Linked DNA regions of Zea mays: region 2 is linked to region 1. Evidence: chromatin contacts called from public Hi-C data. All regions are on one chromosome and are shown on one strand. The core of a region is the stretch at or near the end of the contact, and the rest is flanking DNA. Distances in the headings are between cores, read along the strand shown.

Evidence for each region. Hi-C and Micro-C count contacts between places; a contact is called where the count stands out from the background.
Region 2: a contact with region 1 is called in a Hi-C map of leaf, with 5 times the contacts expected there. The contact joins the enhancer-like site here to the promoter of LOC103650465 in region 1. A contact is called at or near these places in 9 of 25 Hi-C or Micro-C datasets (bundle sheath, ear, endosperm and 3 more).

What each region holds. Positions count from the first base shown.
Region 1 is chr3:118,677,592-118,681,129 of Zm-B73-REFERENCE-NAM-5.0, reverse strand. It overlaps LOC103650465, which reads left to right and starts at 1,941. Exons shown (of 3, transcript XM_008676056.4): 1 at 1,941-2,140; 2 at 2,397-2,648; 3 at 2,738-3,538. The coding sequence starts at 2,460. The coding sequence ends at 3,046.
Region 2 is chr3:118,847,276-118,850,813 of Zm-B73-REFERENCE-NAM-5.0, reverse strand. No RefSeq gene overlaps it. Among protein-coding and RNA genes, the nearest start is that of LOC103652139, 93 kb to the right of the region's middle. Within about 2 kb of position 1,568, at least 20 of the 20 cell types and tissues checked have an H3K27ac peak or open chromatin away from gene starts, as enhancers often do. A contact at or near this core is called in bundle sheath, ear, endosperm and 3 more, where this site is marked.

The DNA.
Region 1 (3,538 bases), core at 692-3,191:
TAACTTCTATTTTGATAGTTTCTACATCCGAGGCCGTTTACAAAATTTGAATTTCAAATTTGAAAACTTCACACAAATTTTTCTATGATAAGATGATTCAAATAAAAAATTGTTAATTACAAAGTTTCATTACATTTCAGGACCTACAACTTTTTATTTTGATGGTTTTTCCATCCGAGATAGTATGAAAATTCTAACATAGTTTGCATGACAAAATGATTTCAAACCAAAACATTGTCAACTATAAAGTTTCATGTTGATGGGTTTTTTCATTCGAGGCGTTTTCAAAATTCAAATTTATTTTTAAAAAAATTGATACATAGTTTTTATTGACAAGATGACTTTAGATGAAAAGGTTGCCAACTACAAAATTCTATAACTTTTCAAAATCTACAAAATTTTATTTTAATTGTTTGGTCATTTGTTCATTCCACATGATAGTTCTAACATTATTTACAAATCTTATACATATTTCTTGTAGTTTCATAAACTACAAAAAAGATATAGATTTTATAAACAAATTTACTTTTATTTTGTCATATGAAGAAATGATTAAAATATAAATTGTAGATCTTGATGAATTATATAAATTTGTAGTTAATTTGTTTATTTGAATTAATTAACTGCTTAAAAATGTGATTTTTAAATTGTCTTTATCTAGTGTTAAAAACATTCACTCAGCAAAAAAGTTTTTTGCCAAGTGTTAAAAAAACAATCGATAAAAAACTTTTTGACGAGTGTCAAAAATAAAACACTCGATAAAAAGTTGACACTCAATAAAGACCTAAATTCCAGTAGCGATGATAGATATAGTAGCATAGCATCTTGGCGTAATAAACATGGTCACCCCACCGGCCCATCCCCCACTGCAGGTAAAGCGGCAAGCCGTTGGAGTCAACAGCCGCACGGCGTGTGGTCGGGGCAGGAAACCTCACGCCAGCACCTTCCGGCGAGCGCCATGAAGACGCCGCCGGTCGAGCAGTCTGCGTGGAGGGCAGAGGGTGGGCAAGGAGAGCCGGAAGCAGCGAAGGAGGCCCGGAGGGTGAAGACGACGAAAGAAACGGCAGGCAGTCGGCAGCCTTTGGCAGATGGTGAAATTAAAAATAAAGCATAGTACAAGTAGAGTACTGCGTGATTGAAGACATGGCCATATTTATAATTCATTACTCAGCGAGGCCGGTCCTTGATGGCCTCACACTCACATGTCACATGGCCACTAGCTAGCTAGCACAGACATTGCCCTTCACTTGTCCACTCACTCGTACAAACACCCCACCACACACACATGGCTTTGATGTCCTCGCTGCACGCCTGCACCTCCGATCCCCTCTGTGGTCAAAACTAGCTTGTATACACACTATCTTATTCATATTTGTCGAGGCCTACTATACGTGCTAACCAAATTTTAAACGGTAGAGTATATGACCGTTTAGCTGCTGCGAGATCAAGGCTACAAGAAGACTGCACACAAGAAGCAAAGAGAGGTGGGGTGGGGTGGAGCACATCTACAGTACGAATTCAATATAATTTAAAACTAGTCAGTTGTCCATTGTTATATAATTATTATTTATTTTTAAATACTAATTTATGTGTGATCTAGTGGTTAATCTCAAATTTTTAGAACAGAGGACATGGTAGCACTAGATATCGTATTAGTTTCTTAATAATATAGTATAATAATATAGGATAGATGTTAACACACGCGTACATGACGGCCATCTTCAAACAGAAAAAAGAGAGAGAAAAGGCCCTTTGACCAGGCACAAGATGAAAAAAACCCGGCAATCATGTCCGCTGTGTTATGCCGTGCATGCCGAAATTTCATCCTGTCCTGTCTGCCACCGGCTTCTGCTCAATCTGTTCCCCAGATGCAACATTTTTTAAAAAAATAAATATATATTCGGCCCCCTCTCTCTCTTTCTTTCTCGTGTGGTTTGTGGTGCCGCATCGTTTTTGGGCTATTTAAGGCACCCACTCCCCACCTTTTCCTTTCTTCCTCCTCATCCAGCGCGGCTCCACTCAAAGCTTGAGCCTTCCTTTTCTTTTCTTGTTTTTGTTTTATTTTCTTGGTAGGGGGGAGTCGTCTTCTCCATCTCTCCTTAGCCTAGGAGAAGGAGAGATCCAGAGGCAAAAGCTTCAGGTAGACATGGCGCCCTCTCTCCCTCTCCTCCTGCCCTGCGTTCCATCCCTTCTTACGAATAGCTGAGCCCGTGCCTTGCTGCCTCGTGCGTAAATAACATGCGTTCTTGCACAATACTGTCACTAATCCCTTCATCGAGCTTTGCCTCGCCATAGTCGACCATAGATCTTTTTTTTTTCTTCTTCGTCGCTAGTTGAACTGATGTAGCTAACCGTTTCTTGCCATGTTCTTTTTTTTTTCTCTCTTCTTTTTGCAGGGTTTGTACAAATTCTAGATCTAACCGGACTAACCAGAAAACAAAACAAAAAAAGACGAAAGCATGAGCCACTTCGCCGCCGCCATGAAGAGCCCCCTTGCGGTCGCCGTCGCCGCGCCCGCCGGCGCCGCCGACGCTAAGAGCCCGCTCTTCTGCCCCAAGCCGCGGCGCCCCGCGGCGCCGCTGCGGTGCCATCAGAGCGGCGGCTTCTCCGACGCCGGCACGGATCTGCTCGACCTCCTCCTCTCGAAGGTGCTTGGATCCTTCTGGCGCCTCGTCCCTGGACTTGTGTTTTTTTAGTACATGACGCTGACGTTTCCCTGTCCGAACGCTCTTTTCAGGGCGACGAGAGCGGCCTGTCGTCGGCGTCCCCGCAGCCGCCGCTGTTCTGCGGCTCGCCGCCGCGGCGAGCGTCGAACCCGGTGGTCCACGACAGCAGGTTCGGCGCGGACTGCCCGCCCATGCCCGTGCCAGGGCTGCCCGTGCACCGGCCAAGCCCGCGCCCGTCGACGGCGGCGCCGTCCATGTCGCCGCGCGGGTGTGCCCGCGCGCGGTTCGCGTTCCAGCCCGCCGCGGTCCGCGTCGAGGGTTTTGACTGCCTCGACCGCGGCCGCGGCGGCCGTGGCCATGGCATCACCGCCATGGCCTAGACTGTGCACATACAACAGCCAGCACCCTGAGACCCTCCTCCCCCGCCCTTCCATCCATGGCACGCAAGAGCCACGAGCACCTTGTTGGAGGTAGAAGAAGAGGAGGGGGTAGGGGAGGAATTGAGAGGGATCGGTTTGTCCTAAATCTTACCCCCCTAAAAAGTAAAAAAAAACTAGTACTTTTATATAAACCCGTCCCATCCTTCCACCCCCAACAATTACAGCGAGTTTAGGTAATTTTATCACAGATCCTTTTTGTATGTAAATAAAGTTCGAGGTTCAGAAATTATGTAGAAAAAATGTAGAGGGGAGGAGGAGCAGGGACAAAAGGGCTTAAAAAAGCAGAGAAGGGATGATTAATCAGAGTTTCCTCTCTCATGTGTCACTGCCCCTCCTCTCTTGAAGGATTAATTAGCCATTGGGTTTAGTGGGTGGGAGGGAGGGAGTTCGGGAATAGTTAGGTAGTATGTCCTAGTTCGCCAATTAATGATG
Region 2 (3,538 bases), core at 319-2,818, 170 kb before region 1:
AAACCTCTCACCTGGGAGACGATGACCTAGACCTCTCACGAACTCATCGCGACATCCTTCATGTTCCTCATCTTGTAGTACCTATCCTTGACCTAGGGGATGTGAGTATAGCAACGGTGAGCTCACATACGTTCATCGCTCAACAAGTTGTGCAGAATTGTAACACCCAAAATTCTACTTTAGAATTTATAACATTAATAACTAAAAATGGCCCAAAATGAATATATTATCTAAATAAAAGACTAACATGAAAGATACTTAGAAACTAAATTATACTTCGATTGGATTATATATACAAGAATTATGAGTTAAACTCTTCTTTTGGGCTAAAATAATTGGAGATATTAATTCCTAGATAGGTTGAGATAAAACTATCTTTTAGTATAAAATTATGTAATAGTAGTTGTGTCTTTATAACATATGATTTAGATATATAATAACAAGAAGATTTTTCATGTGTGTTAAAACAAGTGGGATATTCCTTTCATTAACTACGTGGGTTAAAATATTAGTGAATAAATAAATACAGTAGAAATAAATGAAATATTTCTGCAAAAACATGATGAAACCTTGGTCTGATGCATTTTCGAAATTTGAGGTTTAAACATGAATCAAATTCAGATTCTAAATCAAAAAGGAAAAAGAAAACATAGAAATGATAAAAAAAATAAAAGAAGTCGCTAGGCTGAAAGACCACCTGCTCGGCCCAACATCATCGTGGGCCACTCTGTTTCCCCTCCTTCCACGCGCGCCGTGCCACGGGCAGGTCGACCTCATGGGCAGGCGATCACCGGTCACCTAGGAGCTTTGCGCCTCTGGCGGGTGGGCACGGGTGGCCAGATCCGTCGTCCACCCGGCGCGGCGTCGACGACAACAGTCATCGCGAATCCCGCGGAGGGCGTCGCAACAACCGCACGGACTTCGCCCCCTCCCCCCAGACTATTTAAGCCTAGGTCGCTGACCACTGCATTAAACCCAGAACCACGTGCGTGAACCTCACTGACGAAGAGAAGTTTAGTGAGGGACAAAGTGAAGCTTGCCGCCGCCGTTGATCTTCCCGGGGGAGGGACCATTCTGGCTTTGGCAGCTGGTCAGGAAGCATCGTGAGACCGGGTTGGAACTTGTGTGTGTGCAGTGGTGGGCACATAACCCTTCAGAGCTCGTGAACCGCTCGCTGGAGCTAAGACTTCGCCGCGGATCCGCCTTCTTCGTGGGCAGACGTTCCTAGCGACCTAATCCTCCGGTAAGACGCCACCACTAGCTTCGCCATTCTGGATCCTTTGCATAGCACTGAATTCCGTAGGAGATTGGTACTAGGAGGCCAGGATTGGGTGTGCAGCGGCAATGCTCCACCGTGGGGCGCTCGCTCCGCCGTGGCCTGGGTGATTAGGAAGGGAAAAGCCGCGGGGGTCGTTGATCTCCCGATGAGCGATCCAGATTAGATCACAGGAAAACGCTTTAGTGTATTCAATCGTGGCCATCGATCGCTGATCTAAGGGCTTCGGTTATATAATGGTGTGGGTCGCTGTGGTCCGTTGATCATAGATCGGGTGGCTATCACTAGATATCGGTTCGAGTTATGGTATATCTTATCCAAGCCGCAGATTGATGGATGGACGACTTAGATCGCAAGATACCCCTTCGCCATAGCCTTTTTCCTTAAGAGCCCCTCATTTATATAATAATCAACCCACCGTCCATGTTAGGTCAGAATGAATAACAAATAAGTCACTGGAATTTGCAGAATGAACCCGGTTTCCTGGGTTTTGTGTCCGCAGCCCAGGATTAAATAAGTTAAATATGGAAATTGGTTTTAGTATAAAAATAATTCCAGAAATTTGTTTAATTCATATTTAATTTATTTTAACTCCTTTTTAATCCATTCCAGTTGCATTAAATTCATAATAATATTGTTTATCCCCTAGTAACTTTATTTTGTTATGAAACATAAATTAAAATTATGCACTTAATTTCTTTTGTACCCAACACTTAAATCTTCAGAAAATCATAACTTTATAACAGTAACTCCGTATTTAGTGGTTCTCGAACCTGGGATCTCGTTATGATGCGTAGAACATTATAAGGTAGCTTGTGCTTATGGTTGGTGTGATGTTAGTTTTTTCTATACCATGTTTGTTTGTATTGCTACGAATAGCAGCGAGGTTATGAGTCACTTGAAGACCAAGTTGGTACCTGGGAATCTCGAGTCTAAGGCAAGTTGTGCCCTTGATCACTCTTCTTTACCTAATAATGTTCATGTTAATCACTATGACATGCTCAGATTAATTTGATGTGACCTAATAGGTATCCCTAGCATTGTTTATCCCACACCTTGGATACAAAAGAACTATTGGGGAGTTTTGCTATCGCTCTACCTAGTTTTGAGAAATTAATGTTACACCTTGGATAAGATACTTATGGTATGGGACGCCCTTGGCTGACTAATTAGGAAAGCTAGTGGAGGACTACCTTACTCAAAAGGGGCAAGGGCGGTAGAGGAGTTGTGTATAGAGAGGTTCTTTGGTTGATCATGCTGCGATGGCTTTTCGGATGAGGGATTCCAATATTGCCCTTCTCAGAAATCGTAGTGGGTTTTCTGAAGCTAGTGGAACTTTGTAAAGGCCTCATAGTGGATCCCTAGCCATTCACCTCGGAAGTGTCTAAGGGCCTTGCAAACCCTGGCTAGATGGGATACACAATTTGTGGGTAAAGATGTGCAACCTTTGCAAAGTGTAAAACTGGTATATTAGTTGTGCTCACGGTCATGAGCAGCTCGGACCCTCACATGATTAACCTATGGAACTAAACTCAATTTGTCATATGCATTGCATTATGGGTGTACTATTAATTTTGATCTCTTATTTGTTTGGGATAGTATCTACTTTTACTTAGTAAGTGCTAATAAAATTTTGTCCAACTCTAAAAGCAATGCTCAGCTTTAACCATCTCCTTTGGTAAGCTTTACACTTCACATGAGCTCCCACTTTTGGTGAGTTCATGCACATTATTCCCCACAACTTGTTGAGCAATGAATGTATGTGAGCTCATCCTTGCTGTACTCACATCCCCCAGGTCAAGAACAGGTACCACATGATGAGGCGCATGAAGGATCGTGTGATGAGTTCATGAGTGGTCTAGGCCGTCGTCTCCCTATCAACTATGGTTGCTGATCGTTGTCTTCGTATGATGTAACTATTTAACTATTTTGTACAGAACTTCGTTACATATAAATGATGTGACATTCGTTTCTGTACCATGAGTCATCATATGTGTGAGACTTGGTCCTAGCACACTTGGTGATGTTCGCGCCCGGGTTCGATGCCCCTGAAACCCGGGTGTGACAGAAGTGGTATCAGAGGAATGTTGACTGTAGGACGAAACCTAGATAGAACTTGATAACCCATAACTACTTACCTTTAATACTCTGATTCTTTCTAAACTTTCCTCAAATCTTTTCTCATCTATTGCCGCTTTACTCTGATTACTCTTACCTTTTCACTTCTAAAGACAAAAGTGGATTTCACACATTGAAATCCTA